Linked DNA regions of Mus musculus: regions 1, 3, 4 and 5 are each linked to region 2. The links are chromatin contacts, called in public HiChIP or PLAC-seq and promoter capture Hi-C maps. All regions are on one chromosome and are shown on one strand. The core of a region is the stretch at or near the end of the contact, and the rest is flanking DNA. Distances in the headings are between cores, read along the strand shown.

Region 1 (3,655 bases), core at 378-2,877, 430 kb before region 2:
CCTGCTTTGTACACCATCCCCCAAACAATGTGGAGCTTCAGACCCCAGAAAATCTCCAGGAAGCTGTCCTCCAACACTGCTCACCTGCCCTTGCCTGCCCATGACAGCTGGAGGAGAGCCCGACCTTCATCAAGGAAACAGCAGGATGAACGGCCTAGCCCACTGGCACCACCCCTGAGCCTCTGAATATACCCCCTCTCCTACCCTCAATGGTCAACTTATTCTTCCTGCACTGGCCATTTTCTCTACTTCAGAGGACATAACACAGATGGCAGAGTTAAAGAGACCACTGACACACTTGCAAGGCAGGAAAAGACTTTGTAGCCTCTGGCTACTCATTTCTGTCTCCAAAATTCAGCAGACAAGTGTCCCCATCCTCACAAAGACTCTCTCCCCTCCACACCTCATCCTTAAAGCTGTCCCTGTCCTAGCTAGGGCAGCGTTAGAGGAGGTTGTACAAGAGTGGCTGTCCTAGAACTACCACTATGTCAGCCCAGTTCCCATCAAGAAAAAGCTAATGCTCACTCAATGTGTTCTTTCAAAACAAGACAACAACTGTATCAAGCAGAACCAGCCCATCTTGACTCACTCCAGTCCAGTGCATGGCAGGTTCAAGAACCCTGGTCTCAAACAGAGGTTAGAGGCCCACGTCTCTACCCAGCACTCAGGAACCAGACAGGTGAATCTCCGTGAGCTCGAGGCCAGCCAGCCTGGTTTACAGAGAGAGTTTGAGGACAGTCAAGGCTACATAGTTGAGACCCTATCTCAAAAAACAAGCCCCCACCCCCTGCCACTGTCATCCCGAACTCTGCTGTTCCTTCAGCTTGGGGTCGCCTTTGCTGACCTCCAGCTCACCAACAACCTCCTGTACTTGTCACTCCTGCCCAAGAGATGCACAAAACAGGGACAGAACGAAACAGACTCTCATATCAGGAGTCGGTCGTTCAGGGAGCCCCAGTCTGAGGTCCCAAAAGCCTGTGCTCCCTTCCCCATAGCAGGGGACAGTCCGGGAGATCAGGAAGAGGGAGTGGTCTAAAGAGAAGCCGGCGCCGGGAAGCCCACGGCCAAGAACTGTAAGAGCTGGTGGGGGAGCTGTCAAGAGAACCCCGGGTGGAACCTCTGGGAAGGGGGCGCGTGCGCCAAGGGGCGCGGATCTGCGGGGACCAGCGCGGCAAGTGCGGCCTGAGGACCGCGGCGGAAACTCGGGTGAGAGGCGCGCGGAGAACAGGGTGCCCGGGAGGGGGCTCGCGCGCCGCCGCACGGCCTGGAGGGTGGAGACCGGAGCCGGCGCCCGCGGGAGGCAGGGCGGAGCGAAGCCCAGCGCGGGGCCAGGGTGGCCGGCGCCCCTGGGCAGCGAGAGCCCCGCAGAACTTGAAGGGGCGGAGCGCGCGTCCGAGGAGAGCGTCCCGTGCGGTGACAGCGCGCGTCTCATCCCCCACCCGACCCGCTCACCTGGGCTCTCCGCTCGCAGCCGCCCGCAGGCAGCCCGGGCCCTCCACCTCCCAGTCCGGCCGCCCGCCGCCGCGCTCCTCCAGCGCCTCCTTTTGTTTGTCCCTCACTGCACCACTCTGCCTCCCCCGCCCCGGAAGTGACGTCACGGCCGGACGCACCCGCGGCATCCCGGCCGTCGCCATGTCTGTTAAGGGGAAAGCTTGAGGCGGCTTCACCCTACTCCCGTCCACGTGCCTGCGCCAAGCCACTTCGGGGCGGAAGTAACGGGACAGAACTAAGCCCCCTTAAAGGGACAGGGATCCCTGCAACTTAAGGGATGCGTTACTCTGGCCAGAGCGGCCAAGTGACCCAAGCTGACGCAAGTATCCGCTCACCTCCTTTGTTCGGGTTCCGATCGCCATTGGGCCAGCGTCCTCATACCTTTAGTGCTGCTCGTTAGCTGACTCGCTGCCCAAACTCTTCAGGTGCCCGCAAATGTAACTGCCCTGCTGATGCTGACGCGCGCCTCGACACGTCCGGCTTGCGACGGTTGTCCCTGAAAAGCCGCATAATTCCGAGTTAACTGAATGGCTTCTCCGCCGCCGCTGCAATAAACACAGTTGAACTAAATTTAAAGGTTTCTTGGGCGATTAGTCGCGCCCCGGCGAGTTCACTGTCTCACACTAGGAGATCTTTGAAGTCGTTGGACTGGACTGGGTTAGGAACTTTTTGTAGAAGAGGGGAGAGAGGTAGTGCCGTGCTTGAGAAGGTATTGGAGTTTAGGAATCTGGTAGGTGTGTCCTGAGTCCAGTGGTCACTTTGAAACTAAGTATCTGCTTTATCCAGTATTTTGCTCCGACTTTTGTAAGCAAGGGCTTCTGGTGGGGATCTCTTTGTCCGGTTCCCCGGCTTCTGGCTGGAGATAGAGGATTGGCAGAGGGTGTGAGGGGAATTCTCTATCGGGAAACCTCCAGCCTAACGTTAGCAGCGAATTTTGAGCTGAGCTGAGGATAAAACCACATCTTCAGAACCAAGCCTCCAGACGCTAGCTGTGTGTGTGTGTTAATCTTCCCGGGTCCTCATAATTCCCAGGCTAACTGTAGTAATCCTTAGGTTGGGAAATTGTTCAGCTATTAAAACAAAGTGTTTCATGTACTCCAGTATGGGACGAGTTCCAGTAGCTTACGTGAAAGAAGAAAGGCAGGGAGCACAGCAATGAGTTTTTGTGGAGTTGGGTATCAGTGGTGTGTGCACCAGCTGACTAATATACACAGGCTGTACAGATGACCCTTCCCTCACTGAATGATCTCCGCCCCCTTTTACAGTGACAGGACCTCTGGAAGAGCAGTCAGTGCTCTTAGCTGCTGAGCCATCTCTCCAGCCCAGCCCCTTAACCTTAAATTTATATAAAGAGAAAGGGGGATATAAGTATATTTATCCACATACTAAGGTATATTTAGTTTCAAACTTTAAAAATAATAATAATTTCAACTTCAAAGATAATGCTTTTTTTTTCTGTTGCCAAAAAGCATTTTGCCCTGGGAAAGATATACCCTGCTAGTCCACAAAAGAATCCAGAGTTAGGGTTGGGGCAGGGTTTTGTTTTTATCTTCCCAGGAGAAGAAAAACATACAACAGAGAAATTCAGATACCACTGGACAAGAGAAACAGGATGGATCATCAAGAAAAGATATCCTGCCTGGCGTGGTGGCCATGCCTTTTATCCCAGCACTTGGGAGGCAGAGGCAGGCGGATTTCTGAGTTCGAGGCCAGCCTGGTCTACAGAGTGAGTTCCAGGACAGCCAGGGCTGCACAGAGAAACCCTGTCTCAAAAAACTAAAAAAGAACATTGGCTTCTCTTCCAAAGGTCCAAGGTTCGATTCCCCAGCACCCACATGGTGGCCCACAGCTCCAGTCACAGGGGATCTGCAAATAATACCACCTGGGACATTGAAACAGTCTGCGGTTGTTTTTCTCAAAAGTTCCGGGTAATTAGGCCCTCTGGCAGGGGGCTGGGGCCCATGTTCTCAGGGCAGTCAGTATTTTTCCACTCTTCATTTCCCCACTTCTTGTGAGTAGCTCTAATCTTAGAGCGACCCCACTTCCTTTTCTGGCAAAGTCTGGTACTGGTGTGTCGGAGCACCATTACCTGTACAGCATTAACCCTGTCTTTTACAAAAGCCACTAACTTATTAAGAATGCAAGGTCCAAAAGTGAGCAAAAG
Region 2 (3,770 bases), core at 132-2,631:
AGGCTTTGGTTCCATGCCAAGTTGGAGGGGCCTTGAAATCTACAGCTCTGGGGTTAAGAAACAAGAGGATGATCTAGCTTCTGGTTCTATCTTTGACCACCTTGTCAAGTGACCTTGTGCTAGCCCCTTTCCTACTTCAGGCCATAGCACCTTGCTCTATGCATTGGGCTAGTAAGACTTGTTCTTAGAACCTTTCTAACCCAAACAGGACAGTCCATTCACCGATATTCAAGCAACCTAACCAGATGGCCGGGAGACAGGTGCTGATAGAAGTGTCTCTCCTAGGGACTCCAGGAGGTTCTGGAAATGACAACACCAAAAAGGGCAGCTTCCTGGGAAGGGAGCCCTGCACAGTCTCTGGCCCACAGACTCAAGGTAGCGTTGTGCCTCTACCGGTCCATAGAGGGCGAGCCAGCAAATGGCTTAGAGGCAGGAGGGGCCTGAGAGGTGACAGCCCAGGGGTAGGGTGGAAAGAGGTGATTGTTGGACAGGAAAAGGATTTGGAAGTACCCACACATTCAGATGGATCTTTGAGGACTAGGGCTGAGAAGGGGAAAGGCTGTGTTGAAGCCCAGGGCAGAGATTAAGGCCCACGCTCTATTCCCTCTTCTTTATGGATTTAGTCAAGAGGACTGCTAATGGATTGCTTTTCTTGGGAAGAGAGGAAGGTCAAAGATATGAAGTAGCCTGAATATCTCCAAGCTAGGCGGAGGACCACGGCCTGGAACACAGGGAATCCCTTATGAGACTGCCTTCTGGAGAAAAGCATAAAGCAATGGGTGGGAGGACTACCGCAGGATCGCTAAGATCCTTAGCTCTCTGACAGAGGCAGTCAAAAAGCAAGCTAGGAGCCGGTCCAAGACCGCTGAGAGAGGAGACAGGACAGGAGGGGCGCCACGGACCGATTGCCTCTAGATAGCCAGGACATCAGAGCGTTCTCGGGGTTGGGAGAAGGAGGGCGCGCCCCTCAGTCCGAGCCGGCACCGCCGTCTCCCCCTGCTCGGCCTGGCACATTTTCCCCGCTCAGAAAGCCGCCGTCCCCGCCTTAGCTCACCCGGCTGCGGCTGCGCGGCGCGGCGCCCCGTCAGGATGCGGCCCGGTTGCGGCAGCGGAGTGCGGTGCGCTGGGGGCATCGGCCGCCCCGGGGCACACACAGCCGAGCCTCGGTGCGTCTGGCCCACTCCTCGTCCTTGTAGGGTCTGTACCTCTGCCCCGCTCCACCCCCACCCGCCTCCCGCACCCGCACCGGCTGTGCCAGCCGGCAGCACCGCCTTCTGTGCCGTCCCCGCAGAGGGCGAGCTTCTGAGTCCGTGCACCTCAGCGCAACCCAGCCCCAGCGCGCCCGACACCGCCCAGCCCCTCCAGCCCTGCGCGCACCACTGCCTCCGCAGCCGCCCGGCCCGCTGGGAGTGGTAGGCTGAGCCGCACGGCATGCTGGGAGTTGTAGTCCTAGTAGTCTAGCTTGTTCAGGCTGCTGAAGTTGCCCTGGTCAGGCAGTGCTCCTTGGGTCGTTCCTCTCTGCCATTTCCTGGACCAGGGGATCCAGGTAGCATAAACCCGCCCACAGACCATTTGAGAATACATAGCCAGAAGCTAAGGCCCAAGTAGAATTTGTTTAACTTATTATTATTATTTACATTTGTTTGCTTATTTGTGTATGTGTAGATACATATGCCAAAGACCCTGTGTGGTCAGAGGACAACTCGTGGGAGTTGGTTCTGTTCTTACACCATGGGCTCCAGGGATCATACTAAGGTTACTAGGCTTGGCCCTCAGTCTTGGGAACAGGCACCTTTTCCTGATCCACCTTGTCAGTCCTGTTTGTTTTTTGAAACAGGGTAGTAACTTTGCCCTGGATCTTGCTGTAGTTAATCTACTTCAGCCCAGAGCGCTGGCATTACAGACATTAACTACTACATTTGTCTTGAAATAGAATTTAGCAAATGTTCAATACCACTTGCTGAAAAAAAAAAAAAGCTGGATTCTGGCAGAATACACAGGGCATTGGGCTTCTAGACCATTCTGGAATGGTCATTCACCACAGCTGAGTATGATTGTTCCCTCAGGACTTTTACAGTTTTCAGTACCTTTGCAAGGTTCAAAAAGAACTGAAGAGCCAGGAGGAGTAGCTTCAGGGGATCTCCTCAAAGGTCAGGATTTAAAGCCTGTGTAACTAACTTTAACCCTGACTGATAACACTCCCGAACACTGGTTCCTTTGTAAACTGTGAGCTTTGTCAGGCTGTGGGCAAGGGTCTAGACTCACAGCCGTTGGATTGAGAGCCTCTGAAAAGTTCTGGGGTGACTATGCAACGTGCCTATTACTGCCTCTGTTCTTAAATAGCCCCTTCAATGACTCAACCTAGTCAAGTTCTTAAGGGGGGAAGGGGCAACCTTCAAGGTCTGTTTATAGGGATTACAGATGACATTTTGGTATGAAGATGGTCTGGACCTGCTCAGGATTGCATCCATTGGAGAGGCTGGATAGTAAGCTAAAGGATGTCTCTAGGGCTATAATAGCAGGTGCCCCATGTTCATAGACATGTGCATCACAGACCAACAAGAGAATCATGTTCTCAGCAGAGAGTTCCAAATCTGTGCCTTCTTATGGATTAAAGGTGGGCTTTAGGGGATCAAGCACAGCGGTGGTGGTGGCACACACCTTTAACCCCAGCACTCGGGAGGCAAAGGCAAATGAATCTCTGAGTTCGAGGCCAGCCTGGTCTACATAGTGAGTTCCAGGACAGCCAGGGCTACATAGTGAGACCCTGTCTCAAAAACAAACTAACAAAACAACACCCCACAAAAGTGGGTTTGGGGGTCAGGTAAGCATGGTGGTACATAACTTTATTATTTATTTATTTGGTTTTTTGAGACAGGGTTTCTCTGTGTAGCCCTGGCTGTCCTGGAACTCACTCTGTAGACCAGGCTGGCCTCGAACTCAGAAATCTGCCTGCTTCTGCCCCCCAAGTGCTGGGATTAAAGGCATGTGCCACCACTGCCCAGTGGTACATAACTTTAATTTCAGCACTTGAGAGGCAAAGGATCTCTGTGAGTTTATGCCTGGCCAAGGCTATACAGGGAGAATTTTGTCACAAACAAGTAAACAAGCAATATCTCGTGGCTATGATTCACGGAGGACTCACCTCACAGCACTGGTGTGCAAATTCATGGACACATTTGAAATAGTGCTGACATGTTTATTATTATAGTTTATAGGCTGGCTATAGAGAGCACATAAATCAAGCTCTAGGAGACATTATGGCTCCCTTTGTTTGATGTTATTCTGAGTTCACAGTGTGTCAGAATAGGGATAGACACACAGCTTAGTAGAAGAGCCCTACCTAGCTTGCCCAAGGCCCTTGTTTGATCCCAGAACCAAAACACCCAATCAATCGATCGAAAAAGCCAAGCAGGGCAATGTGACGCACACCTTCCCTGCCCACTCATGCATGTGCCCCCTTGGCACACACATACTTTTAGTCTCCACACACAAGAGCCAGAGGCAAGCAGGTCTCTGTGAGTTGGACATCAGTATGTTCTATATGATGAGTTCCAGGTGAGCCACGGTTACAGCGAAACCTTGTTTCAAAGACAACCTGAAGAGTGGACTCAGCAGTAGGGAACATCTGTTGCTTCCCTAAGTTTCCTTCCTAGCACCCTCATCCAGTAGCCCGCAATCCCCTGTAACCCAAACTCCAGGGAATCTGAAGCCCTCTTTTAGCCTCTGCAAAACATGCATACATATATAAATAGAAAAAAAATATTCAA
Region 3 (3,874 bases), core at 658-3,157, 280 kb before region 2:
CTGCTGGGCAGCCGCCAGGAGCTTCCTCTCCTGGGGAGGTGACACTCGCCCCATCAGAAGGGGCTTACGGCAGACCACCAGGGCCTGGGTGGGGCTGAGCCTCCCCTGTTATACCAAGGTTCAAGCTCCTACAAGGAAGATACTACAGGCAAGCCTCCCTTGTTGAACTAGGTAATGGGGGGTGGAGGCTGGCGGGGTGAGCGGAACCTGACACTCATCAGTTTGACAAGCTAAGTAGTAAGGATTCTGTCAGATGGAGAAGAGAGGGTAGGTTGCCAAGAGCTGGACGGGCAGCCGGCTGGATCTTCCGCTAGCCTTCTGTTGTTGGGCTTTGCTGACAGTGTGGGTCAGAGACTTGCCTCACCCACCTACCTGTACTTCTAGCATTAGGTGAGGAGCTGGGCCAGGGTAGCATTTCCCTGTTGGCACAGGGTCTGGCTGGCTTTGTGATCCTTATACCTGAGAGCTACGTCTCTCCCATCAGGTAGATGAGAAGCCAGGCCTACCCCTCTTCATCAGACGCCAGCCCTTACCTTGGGGGTGCCGCTGGCACACGTGTGAATCATATTCTCAGCCCCCTGCTTTACCTTTAGCTCTACCTGCAGCTGCCTATGTAAAGCCTCCGAGAGCCGAGCCCTGGACTGCTCCGCCCGCGGCTGGGGTTCCGAGGTCACTGGCTCTGCAACACAAGGCTAGAGTTCAGACCCCGGGGAAGCAGCGCTTGCCTTTTTCCCTTCCCTTCCGTATAGACAACATGTGGATGATATAGGGTGGTCAAAGCCAAGGCCAGGATTGTGTTCGTGAGTCTCCCGTTCCCAGGTTTATTCAGACTCCTCGCTCACCGGCTGAGGCTGGCAGCAGAACTTGGGCATGCAGCTCCCGAAGCTCGCCATGCAGCTGCTCCAGGCGGCGGTTGGAGGCCCTAAGCAGTTGCTGCACATGACCCAGGTGGCGTCGGTCTGTGGCCACGCGCCGCATGTTCTCCATGCCCTCCTTGATCTTCAGCTCCTTCTGGATGGCTCGGCGGACCATCTCTTTCTCATCCTTGGGGGCTCTCTGGCCAGTCCCAGGCTGCAAAGGGCAGAGAAGTCTTAGCCTACCCTGCTCCACAGCAAAGAGGGAACAGATACAAAAGGCAGAGCCCCAGAGTGTCTCAGAACCCTGCAGTGTCTAGCTCCTGTCTCCCTTTCAAAGAAGGGAGAGAGAAAACAGACCAGGTTCGCCCAGTGCCTTCTGGGTACTGAGGTTTACACTCTAACAACACACTAAATTCCCTTCTCCTTGGTAGTAGTCGCTCTTTTGTGGTCCTGGGGAAAGAAGCCACAGCCTGGAGCGTGCTAAACAAGAGCTCTGACACAGACCCACATGCTTAGCTCTCATTCCTATTTTATACAGGAGCAACAAAGAAAGAAGAGTTAGGTGGCTTGCTCACACAGGCAACACAGAGGAGTGGCCACTGTGGATCGAGGGACAGTGTGATCCCATTTTCTCCCAGCCTGCCACACTGCTCTCCCTAGGTCTGAGAAGCAACCGGAACCTGGGAGGTAATGTAGGCAAAGAATTCACTCTAGGTCCCCTGCAGGAGACAGCCAGTGGCCCAAAACACCACAACTTATTTCTTTTGCCTTACATAGTGTGGCAGACAGGTGCTGTGGCAGAAGTGGCAAGCAGGAGCTACAGCTGTTCACCAGATTAGAGGCACCATCAAAGGCAGGGAGAGAAAACTTCTCGGAGGCTGACCTTATTCCAGAGCAACTCCTGCTGACCCCCTTCCTATCCCCAGGATCCTGGAAGCCACACTATTTTATCCTTACCTTTCGGTGTTCCATCTCCTAAGCCCCATGAAAGAATGGCTACTCTGTTTAGGGGCCCCAGGCCTCAGCTAGGTTGATCGTCCTGCCTTAACTGTCAGAGGGCAAGGGCGAGGCTCAGGAAATCCTTTGGCTGCCCCAAGCAGGAGGGCCAGAGCCAAAGGCCTGAGCAAACAAAGCTCTTACAGAGCTGGGGGCCTGCTGGCCACCGGGGTCCTGAGTCACCTCGCTGCCGCTGCTGCAGGGCGGAGGCTCACAGGAAATCGGAAAATGTGTATAAGCTAGACAGGCCGAGAAGGATCTCCGGAGGAAGGGTACTGGGAGGGGTGAGATCCAGCCTTTCAGGCTGCCTGAGGGCTGCGGTGCTCCAGTCTACTGCACTTCACCTTCCCCTCAAGTCCTGACTTGACACTAGGGTGTTATCTTCTACATAAACATCTCACCTCACCTTTAACTGTCCTGGCATAGAACAGTATCTCTCTCTCCTGCTTAAGTGACACATCTAACCCGAACCTCTCCACATTGTGGACCCCTCGTTGGACCCAAGAGTTCCTTGCACAATGCTGAGCCAAATCCCTCTAGTGGCCAACTTGTTCTAGCCTGTGGGTGTGGTGTATTGGGGACAACGCCCACTGCGCGCACAATCTTGTCCCCGTTCCCCGTCCCTCCGCTCCCCCCACCCCCTCCCCGCTCCCCCAGTCCTCTTGGAAGGCTGTATACTCCAACCTTTGCGCTCCTGGCAAATTCCCACCTTCCTGCAAGTCTCTAGAAGATCGAATTTTAGGGAACTTGACCTATCTTACCCCCACCCCCACCCCCGGTGGCATATTCCACGGTAACAGGCGTGCTGCCGGGCTGGATCTCCGTCACTTCGGGGACCTGGGCACCAGAGCGTCTTAACCCAGGGCTCAGGCAGAGAGGCCAGAATAGTGTGAAGATCCGAGCACCGTGTGCTCAGAGTTGCAAACACGGTCGCTGCGTGCGCTTGGTTCACCTGGCGCACAGCCCCCTCCGGCTCCATGGCGCCTTGCCCGCCAGTCCTCTCCTCCACTGCGGTTCCGGAAGCCCGGGTCTCAGTGCCTGACTTTCAAACTTGAAACTTCCCGGGAAGTGGCGCGGGACACGCGGTCGGGCGCCCCCTCCGGAGACTCGCGCGCCCCGCAGGAGCTGGGGAGCAGCGCCCCCTCCCGGCCACGCGGGAGCAGCGTCACGCTCTGCACCGCAACTGTTCTTAGAGATGGGAAAGCCGAGGGCCATTTCTGCTCTAGCTTTGCCCGCAGCATGCGCTGGGGCCTGGCCTGGTCACGGAGTAAACCTTGACCCAAATTATGGCCAGATCCAAATAAGATACGAACTAACTCAGACTTGTGCAAAACGCATTTTCTGACTCAGCGGGAGTCAAGGTTCTGATTTAGCATAAGGATGTCCACAGGGGCTGAGGAGGAAGTTCAGTAACTGTGTGCTGTGAGCATAAGGATTAGATCAGTCAAACCAACCTTGTTGGTTTTTAAGGGGCTGGGAGTGAGGGCAGGACTTCTCCGGTGGGTAGGATTTGCCCAGAACATAGGGGGTGGGGGTTTGCCCTCCAGGTGTGGTCGTGAAGACCCTATGGTGCCTGGTGCAGAGGGCCAGACAGAACCGTGGTTGGCGTTAACGCCAGCACACCACACCCATGCCTTCAATCCCAGCAATTGGGAAGCAGAGGCTGTCAGATCTGTGAGTTCATGGCCAGCCTGATCTACAGAACAAGTTCCAAGACAAAAAGAAGGGCTACACAGAGAAATCAAGTCTCGAAGAACCAAAAAACAGCCAACCAACCAACCAACAACAACAGGTCTGAGGGGAGATTCTGGCTCTAACATTTTTTTTTTTTTTTTTGTTTTTTGTTTTTTTTTGAGACAGGGTTTCTCTGTGTAGCCCTGGCTGTCCTGGAACTCACTCTGTAGACCAGGCTGGCCTCGAACTCAGAAATCCGCCTGCCTCTGCCTCCCGAGTGCTGGGATTAAAGGCGTGCGCCACCACGCCCGGCTGGCTCTAACATTTTTGGCATCCTATGAGTAGCA
Region 4 (3,609 bases), core at 544-3,043, 330 kb before region 2:
ATCTGTAGACAGAGCAACCAGGATTAAGACAGGTGTGATGTGCAGTCCGAGCTCTGCACAATCAGCACAGGCAGCTTCCCCTCTGGGGCCTCCACACCACTCCAGAATGGGAAGGCCAACTTCTGCAATGCTGTCAGGAGTTCAGAAGAATGGCTCTGAGGGTGGCTTCCCTGACAATGAGCCAATTAACCACCCCACCCCACCCCAATCTGCACGACACAGGCGACTTAAATTCTTTCTTTGAAAAGTTACTAGGCAGTACCACAGGAGCTCTACAAACATCTTGGGATGTTTTTACAGACGGGGTAAAAATCCAGCTATTGCTGTGCTGGAACATTAACCATGTGGGGGGCAAAGTCAAATGTGGTGGAAGTTCAATTCCTTAAAATTGGTGCTCTACGGCTTGAGTTTTAACACTAACCAAAGGTCACTCTCAGCTCTGATCCACAGCCAAGTAGAGAACCCGGGAACCACCCTGCAACTTCCTTAACTCAAGAAACGAGCTGAGAAATGCTGAGAGGCCTTCCCTAGGCACAAAGGGTTACCACCGGTGCAGTCTTCAGGCCACTTCAAGGGATTTGGGGGATCACCCCCCCCCCCCAGCTAAGGGCCAGCTTTCTGCCGGCAGGCAGGTTTCCAGGGAAACCCTGAGTAAAAGTGCATCTTACCACTAAAACTGAGTTCTCGAAGCTTTTCCAACACAATGGAGGGCTCCTTCAGGACATCCTGGAAATCTGCAATCCTTCAAGGGCAGAAAAGGAAACGCCAAGGTAACAGGCTTAATGACCACTCTTGCAGCCAGCCCAAAGATCTTTCACTCCCAACGGTCTCCAACTACCAGCTTAGGGAAGTGGACAATACAAGTTTCTTCCTCTAAGATCTGCCATGTCAACGAAAAGCCATGAGAGGTATTCTAATCCAAAGGGTTTGAAGTGAGAACTTAACATTAAGCACTGTCCACTGTTAGCGAGCTGGCATTTCCTGGGCACTTGCTGCGGCCAAGCCCAGCCCACAGCACACCACTACCCGAATTCACACAACCAAGCTTCCTGCAACCAGGAGTAATTGGATCCACAGACAACAGACTTGTACAATCTCCCCATGGCTCCCGAAGCTCTTGGCTGGGTAAAGGGGAGGGGGCACAGACTTCTCGGGCCTGCCCTCAGGCAAAGACAAAAGACTAAAAATTAGTCCTGGAGTGACCAGAATTTAGCGGGCGTTGCAAGATGTGCCTGGGGTGGGGGTAGGAGGTGGATTTAAGAGGCCAGATTGGAGAACCTGGATCCCCTGGTGTTTCTCATGAGCATGGAGCACAGGGACAGGGGCATTTGGGGGCGGGGGAAGGTGCGAATCCTAGAGCGAGGAAGCGGGGAGGGTAATAGGGGGCTGGACAAGGGAGACACTAGGGAAAGGGGTCCCGAGTGAGAGAGAAAGAAAGGTGACACTGAGGTAAGAGAAGCATCTCTGCTTCTCGCCTCTGCCACACAGGCAATGAGACCGTAAGGGGGCTCGCCGCCGGGGGAGGGGGCTGTTCTTGGCCGCACATGCGCTGAGCAGCTCTCTCTGTGCGAAGGCCCGGCCTGGACGGAGCGGTCTGGGTGCAGTCTTGACCTCAGGTCTCCTTACCGGCTCTTGTGCAGACTCGACATGGTGTTGACTTCCGGACTCCCGAGCTGCTTCTGCAGCCCCAGCTGCCGCCACCGCCACCGCCCCCCTCCCTCCGGGGACACGGGGCGCTGGGCAAAAGCCTCCGGCAGGAAGCAGAACTTGGAGCGTGCGCGTTCCGCGGGGGCGGGGCCGCGCTGGGTCCGCCCAAGGGTCACGTGACGGGGACTTCTTTAAGGCTAGGCAAACCGTCAGTTGAGCGTCAGGACGGCGTGACTGTCAGTGATCCCGCTGGCTATGAGTCTCCCGCCCTCAGTTTCTGATTACTGAATACACTTGTCTATCTCTCTCACTCCCTGTCATTAACTGCGGTACAGTTGTTTGGTTGATTGAACTAGTTGTTTGAACTAGACTTAGTCTCCGGTGTGGTCTCATTCAATGTCGAGTCCTTCCTTATGGAAATGACCCTGTTGCTCAGTAAATACCTCTCGGAGGAGCCGGAGGAGTACAGCTCAAGGTTTCCTTGACTTTGGAAGTTCATAAACTAGAATTCTGGCAAGCCTGGCGGTGGTAGCTCACGCCTTTAATCCCAGCTAGAAGCAGGAGGATCTTTGAACTGACCTACAGAGTTCCAGGACAGGAAGAGCCACACAGAGAAACTCTGTCTTGAAACTCCTCCCCTCCCCCGCACTCCCATCCCCAAGTAGAATTTCTGTAATTGCACAATTTTAAAGCAATAGAAAATGAAAAACAGGAGCTAAGGGTGTAACTCAGTTGGTAAACTCAGTTGTGAGTGTGAACTTAAAAGAGCAACTATGAAAATCATTGGCTAGCATGCACGAAACCAGGTTTCAGGTTCAGCACTCCTTGTAGCTGGATTTGGGGAAACATGCCAGTAATGCCAGCATTTGAGAGGTGGAAGCAGGAAGATCAGAAGTTGAAGGTTCAAGAAGTTCACTCTGCTAGAAGTGAATTCGCTGTTGATGCTCCAGGGAATAAAGCACTCACGTGAGCGTGAGCTCTGGCGTTTGGATCCACAGAATTCATGAAAGAGCTGCCAAGAGGGGCGGGAATGTGCAAGGTTTAGACGGCAAACAGACTCGCTGGACTACCTTCAGTGAATAAAGGGGAGAGCCATCAAGGAAAGCAAATGGCCTTTAGGTCAGGGCCCCTATACACACGTTATTGCTACACATATTTGCACACACAGGCACACAATTTCTTCTGTAAATTATGTGTATGGGTGCTTTGCCTGCATGTATGTCTGTGCACCACTTACCTGCCTGGAGGTCAGAAGAGTGTTGGATTCCTGTGGAACTGGAGTTGTAGATAGTTGTGAGCTGGGAAATGAACTAGACCCTCAGAAAGAGTAACTAGAGCTCTTAACTTCTGAACTATTTCTTCAGTACCCCTCCCACACACACACAATGTTTTTTTTAATTTAAAAAAGAGAGCTGGGGGCTGGAGAGATGGTTCAGTGGTTACGAGCACTACTGCTCTTCCAAAGGTACTGAGTTCAATTCCCAGCAACCACATGGTGTCTCACAACCATCTGTAATGAGATCTGATGCCTTCTTCTGGTCTATCTGAAGACAGCTACAGTGTACTCATATACATAAAATAACTAATTAAATCTTAAAAAAAAAAAAAGCCCAACGTGGTGGCACAGGCCTTTAATCCCAGAACTCGGGAGGCAGAGGCAGGCAGATTTCTGAGTTCAAGGCCAGCCTGGTCTACAAAGTGAGTTCCAGGACAGCCAGGGCTACATAGAGAAACCCTGTCTCGAAAAAACCAAAAAAAAAAAAAAAAAAAAAAAAAAAAAGTATTTGCAGAGTGACATACTTCCTTCAATAAGGCCACATCTCCTAACAGTGTCATCTCCTGTGGCCAAGCATTCAAACACATGAGTCTGTGGGACATTCCTATTCAAACTACCACAACCACCCTTTGTTAATTTGAAACCCAAACTCACTACTCTCAGTGCGGTCTGGACTCACCACCAAC
Region 5 (3,920 bases), core at 544-3,043, 380 kb before region 2:
ATAAATAAAGTCAAAATTCACACAGCAGGGTGCCCCACACCTGTAATTTCAGCTCCTGGGAGGATAAGGCAGGAGGATGGACATTATCTCAAAAAAACAAACCAAAGCAAGCAAAACAGACAAAAAGAAAGTATGACTAAAAGAGTGATGTAAACTGTAGTTGGCGGTAATAATGTGTCAGGATTGTTCCTCAACTGTAACAAAGTATCGGATCATTGTAAAATGTTAATACAAGCCGGGTGGGCGTGGTGGCACAAGTCTTTAATCCCAGCACTTGCTCGGCACACGCAGGAGGATCTCTGAGTTTGAGGGCATCCTGGTTTACATAGTAAGTTCCAGGACAGCCAGGGCTATATATTAAGGCCTGTTTCAAAAACAACAACAAAAAGTTAATATAAAACTATCAGGCAGAAAAGTTTTTTGGGGAGGAACCTGTTGGTGTTCTGGGTTATACAGGAGAGCAAAGAAAAGGAGACACTGCAGGACCTGTTAGGCTTCTCAGCAGCAGGGGCTCATCCTCTCAGGCATTGAACTTCACATATTTACCATTTTGCAGACCCTCCTTACTGTTACACAAAAGGTACTTGTAGCAAGTCAATTTCTGTATACCAAAACCTGCTACCTTATCTAGGCTTCTCTGAAGGAACCCTACCTAAGCAATACTCAGGCATAACCTACATTCCCAGGCATACCTAAGCAAGTCCCAGGAGACATCCTGGTTTGTCAGGTATGTCTCAGGACTAAGTTATGCAAAGGCTCTGAGAATCCTTGGAAGAGCAACCCCATAAAACCTCAGACAACAATCAATAACTTTACAAAAGGCTTCTTCAAACCCTAGGTACAATCCCTCTGGAATTCATGCCAGATACAATGGCTGCTATTATAGCAGCAGCTAAAAGTCTTCTGCAGGGACTTCTTTCAGTCCTATCTTCTCATTCTTTACTTAAAATGATTTTAAAGTAGACACAGAATGTTGATCAGTGATTTGCATGCTGGAGACCTTGGATTTGATCCAGGGCTGCCAAAAATCAATCAATCAATCAATCACAGCACTCAGGTGGTTGATGGAAGATTGAGTTTGAGGTCAGTCCAAGCTACATAGTAAGACCCTGTATCAATTTCTTTTTTAAAAAATTTAAAGTACTACATGCAAACAAATGAATTAAACTGATAAAGAATAAAGTCTGGGGCTGGCAAGATGGCTCAGCGGGTAAGAGCACCAATTGCTCTTCCAAAGGTCCTGAGTTCAAATCCCAGCAACCACATGGTGGCTCACAACCATCCGTAATGAGATCTGATGCCCTCTTCTGGCACGTCTGAAGACAGCTACAGTGTACTTATGTATAATAATAAATAAATCTTTTTAAAAAACCAAAAGAATAAAGTCTGGACGAGGCTGGGAATATAGCTCACTGGTGGAGCACTAAATTTAGCACGCGTCGGGCCTTAGCTGGAGTCCCAGGAAACTGAATGGATAAATAAAAAGAAAGTGCAAATGAACTGGATAAAGGTAGTCTTTTGTAATTTCCAATAGGGTGCCCTTACATAAAACATGGAAGCTAAATATCACCAGGGTACCTAACAATGGAAAGGGCGGCACATGAGCCTTACTGGGTTCGGACAGCGTAGTGCTGCGAACTCGTTGCCCTGGAGACAGGGTACCAACGCAGCAGCCTCCGCACTCGCACGTGGCGTTTCTGAGCTCCGCCTCAGCCTGGCACCCAGGACACGCCCCACTCTCCGCTGGGCCTCTGATTGGGCAGCTCCGCGGAGGTGTGGCCGGAAGAGGCGAGGCTAACTGGCAGGCGCGCGGTGGGCCTGGAAACATGGCGGAGCGCCCGAGGAAGCGTCCGTGTGGTCCGGTATGTGCGGACCGATGGGTTCCGGGCTAGGCCTGGAATCTGCAGCGTGTCACAGTGGTGTCGGCCCGGGTCTTCTGCTCTCTCCTCTCCCCTCGCCCCTCTCCCGTAGCCTGAGCTTGCAGAGTTAGCTGGTCCGATCTACATTCATTCGCGGGGCGACGGTGTCTTGAGTCCTCTCCTGGCTTATTTTCTGATTCCTAGGGCGACTTTATGGCCATACCTGTCTTCCCCTTGTCTCGGTTTCTTCTTTTGCCCAATGGGGATTCATTCCTCAGCTTCCCGGATCTGATCCCAGGCTTTGTGCACGGCGAGTCCCTGTGTACTTCTACCCTGGTTTGAGAGAGTCAGATGGCGGGAGGCCCGATGGGATGCGCCCCTCCTATGTGTGACCGGTCAGCCTCTCAATCTTCCTCCTTACTTGCAGGGTGAACATGGCCAAAGGGTTGAATGGCGAAAATGGAAACAGCAGAGTAAGTAAAAAGCTGAGGCCGGGTTGGGCAAGCGCACTGAGCCCTCCCTTTCCACAAACCAGCTAATGGCCCGACGAGCCCTCTTTGGGTCTCAGTGTATCCAAGTGAGTGGTGGCAGCCTCTCCAGAGCCTAGGCTAGCCCAGCGAGAAGGAACTCTCCTCCCCATGTCAAGTCCTTTCCCTCCAATAATTCTCCAGAAAAAGAGGAGAAAAAGAAGTGGAAGGACCTCAAGATAATGAAGAAACTGGAGCGGCAGCGTGCCCAAGAGGAAGAGGCTAAACGCCAGGAAGAGGAGGAAGAGGCGGCGGCCCAGAGGAGCAACCAAGGTAAGCAGCTGGGTCGTGAGGTAAGTTGAATCTCTGAGCCATGGGGACATGCAAGGGAGGGAAGGTCCACAGCCTGTCAGGCTGACAGGAACATCCCCTGTCCCTGCTAGGACGGCCTTACACTCTGAGTGTGGCCCTGCCAGGCTCCATCCTGGACAATGCCCAGTCACCTGAGCTCCGCACCTACCTGGCTGGCCAGATCGCCAGAGCCTGCACCATCTTCTGTGTGGATGAGATTGTGGTGTTCGATGAGGAGGGCCAAGATACCAAGTGAGAGTCTCTGGGGAGTGGGGAGGACCAGCAGGGGTGGCCATGGCTTTGTCCTGCTCCTTGTCACCTGCCTGGCTGCCTGGAAGGAGCTCTCAAAGGCAGCTGCAGACTCACTTTTTCTCACCCTTGGTGCTAGAGAGTGGACTCAGGGTTTTGCCCATGGTCTGTGCTGAGGCTCAGCACTTGGATGGTTTGGGTTGTGTTTAGCATTTCTTTATGGTGCTTGTGTACAAACACCAGTGTGGTTCTGGAGACCAGAAGGCCACTTGAGCTGAGCAGTGGTGGCACACGCCTTTCATCCCAGCACTCAGGAGGCAGAGGCAGGTGGATCTCTGAGAGTTCAGTGCCAGTCTGGTCTACAGAGCAAGGTCTGGGACTGCCAGGGCTATGCCAAGAAACCCTGTCCCCAAAAACAAATGAAAAAGAAAGAAAATAAAAAAAAAAGTATAATAAGCCCAGCACTTGGATCTTGAGGTCTGTCTTAATCTTTCCAGGAGTGTGGAAGGAGAATTCAGGGGAGTTGGCAAGAAAGGGCAGGCATGTGTCCAGCTGGCCCGCATCCTACAGTACCTGGAGTGTCCACAGTAAGTGTGAGGTGAGGGCAGTGGCTGGGAGGCAGCCTCCCCAGGATGGACCTGACAGATGCATTCCTCCCTAGGTACCTGAGAAAGGCGTTCTTCCCCAAGCACCAAGATCTGCAGTTTGCAGGTACAGCTAGTGTGCCTGCCCCATTTCCCATGACTCAGCCTTAGGCACCAAGATGGATCCAGGTGGGAACACAGGCTAGGGGTAGAGCCTGGTCCTATCATCACCTCCTGTTCCCTGCCCAGGAATCCTCAACCCCTTGGACAGCCCTCACCACATGCGTCAGGACGAAGAGTCTGAGTTTCGAGAAGGCGTCGTGGTGGACCGGCCCACCAAGGCAGGCCATGGCTCTTTGGTCAACTGTGGAATGAAGAAGGTAGGATTGGGAAGGTGGGCTGTGGTACAC

The links. HiChIP or PLAC-seq counts read pairs in DNA pulled down with a chosen protein or histone mark. Capture Hi-C pulls out chosen DNA fragments and counts their contacts.
Region 1: a contact with region 2 is called in an H3K4me3 HiChIP or PLAC-seq map of bone marrow-derived macrophages, with 3 times the contacts expected there. The contact joins the promoter of 1700084E18Rik here to the promoter of Slc27a4 in region 2. A contact is called at or near these places in 4 of 39 promoter capture datasets (fetal liver, liver, neural stem cells and 1 more), 1 of 115 datasets of contacts at active chromatin or transcription factors (bone marrow-derived macrophages) and 1 of 9 other capture datasets (liver).
Region 3: a promoter capture Hi-C map of liver shows a contact between it and region 2. The contact joins the promoter of Pkn3 here to the promoter of Slc27a4 in region 2. A contact is called at or near these places in 1 of 39 promoter capture datasets (erythroid cells), 1 of 484 Hi-C or Micro-C datasets (the G1E-ER4 cell line), 1 of 115 datasets of contacts at active chromatin or transcription factors (pancreatic cancer cells) and 3 of 9 other capture datasets (adipose tissue, liver and pancreatic islet).
Region 4: a contact with region 2 is called in an H3K27ac HiChIP or PLAC-seq map of embryonic stem cells, with 12 read pairs. The contact joins the promoter of Tbc1d13 here to the promoter of Slc27a4 in region 2. A contact is called at or near these places in 3 of 39 promoter capture datasets (3T3-L1-derived adipocytes, liver and pre-B cells), 3 of 115 datasets of contacts at active chromatin or transcription factors (embryonic limb bud and embryonic stem cells) and 3 of 9 other capture datasets (adipose tissue, liver and pancreatic islet).
Region 5: a promoter capture Hi-C map of adipose tissue shows a contact between it and region 2. The contact joins the promoter of Spout1 here to the promoter of Slc27a4 in region 2. A contact is called at or near these places in 1 of 39 promoter capture datasets (cranial neural crest) and 1 of 9 other capture datasets (adipose tissue).

What each region holds. Positions count from the first base shown.
Region 1 is chr2:30,235,603-30,239,257 of GRCm38.p6, reverse strand. 1700084E18Rik (RIKEN cDNA 1700084E18 gene) reads left to right here and starts at 1,627. Exons shown (of 1, transcript NR_028299.1): 1 at 1,627-2,061. Lrrc8a (leucine rich repeat containing 8A VRAC subunit A) reads right to left here and starts at 1,489. Exons shown (of 4, transcript NM_177725.4): 1 at 1,453-1,489.
Region 2 is chr2:29,800,245-29,804,014 of GRCm38.p6, reverse strand. It overlaps Slc27a4 (solute carrier family 27 (fatty acid transporter), member 4), which reads right to left and starts at 1,381. Exons shown (of 13, transcript NM_011989.5): 1 at 1,055-1,381.
Region 3 is chr2:30,076,731-30,080,604 of GRCm38.p6, reverse strand. Pkn3 (protein kinase N3) reads right to left here and starts at 1,907. Exons shown (of 22, transcript NM_153805.2): 1 at 1,815-1,907; 2 at 843-1,071; 3 at 534-679; 4 at 1-30. The coding sequence starts at 1,829.
Region 4 is chr2:30,131,930-30,135,538 of GRCm38.p6, reverse strand. It overlaps Tbc1d13 (TBC1 domain family, member 13), which reads right to left and starts at 1,793. Exons shown (of 12, transcript NM_146252.3): 1 at 1,627-1,793; 2 at 669-742. The coding sequence starts at 1,649.
Region 5 is chr2:30,176,332-30,180,251 of GRCm38.p6, reverse strand. It overlaps Spout1 (SPOUT domain containing methyltransferase 1), which reads left to right and starts at 1,793. Exons shown (of 12, transcript NM_172660.4): 1 at 1,793-1,862; 2 at 2,287-2,332; 3 at 2,531-2,659; 4 at 2,770-2,929; 5 at 3,424-3,513; 6 at 3,588-3,637; 7 at 3,760-3,890. The coding sequence starts at 1,827.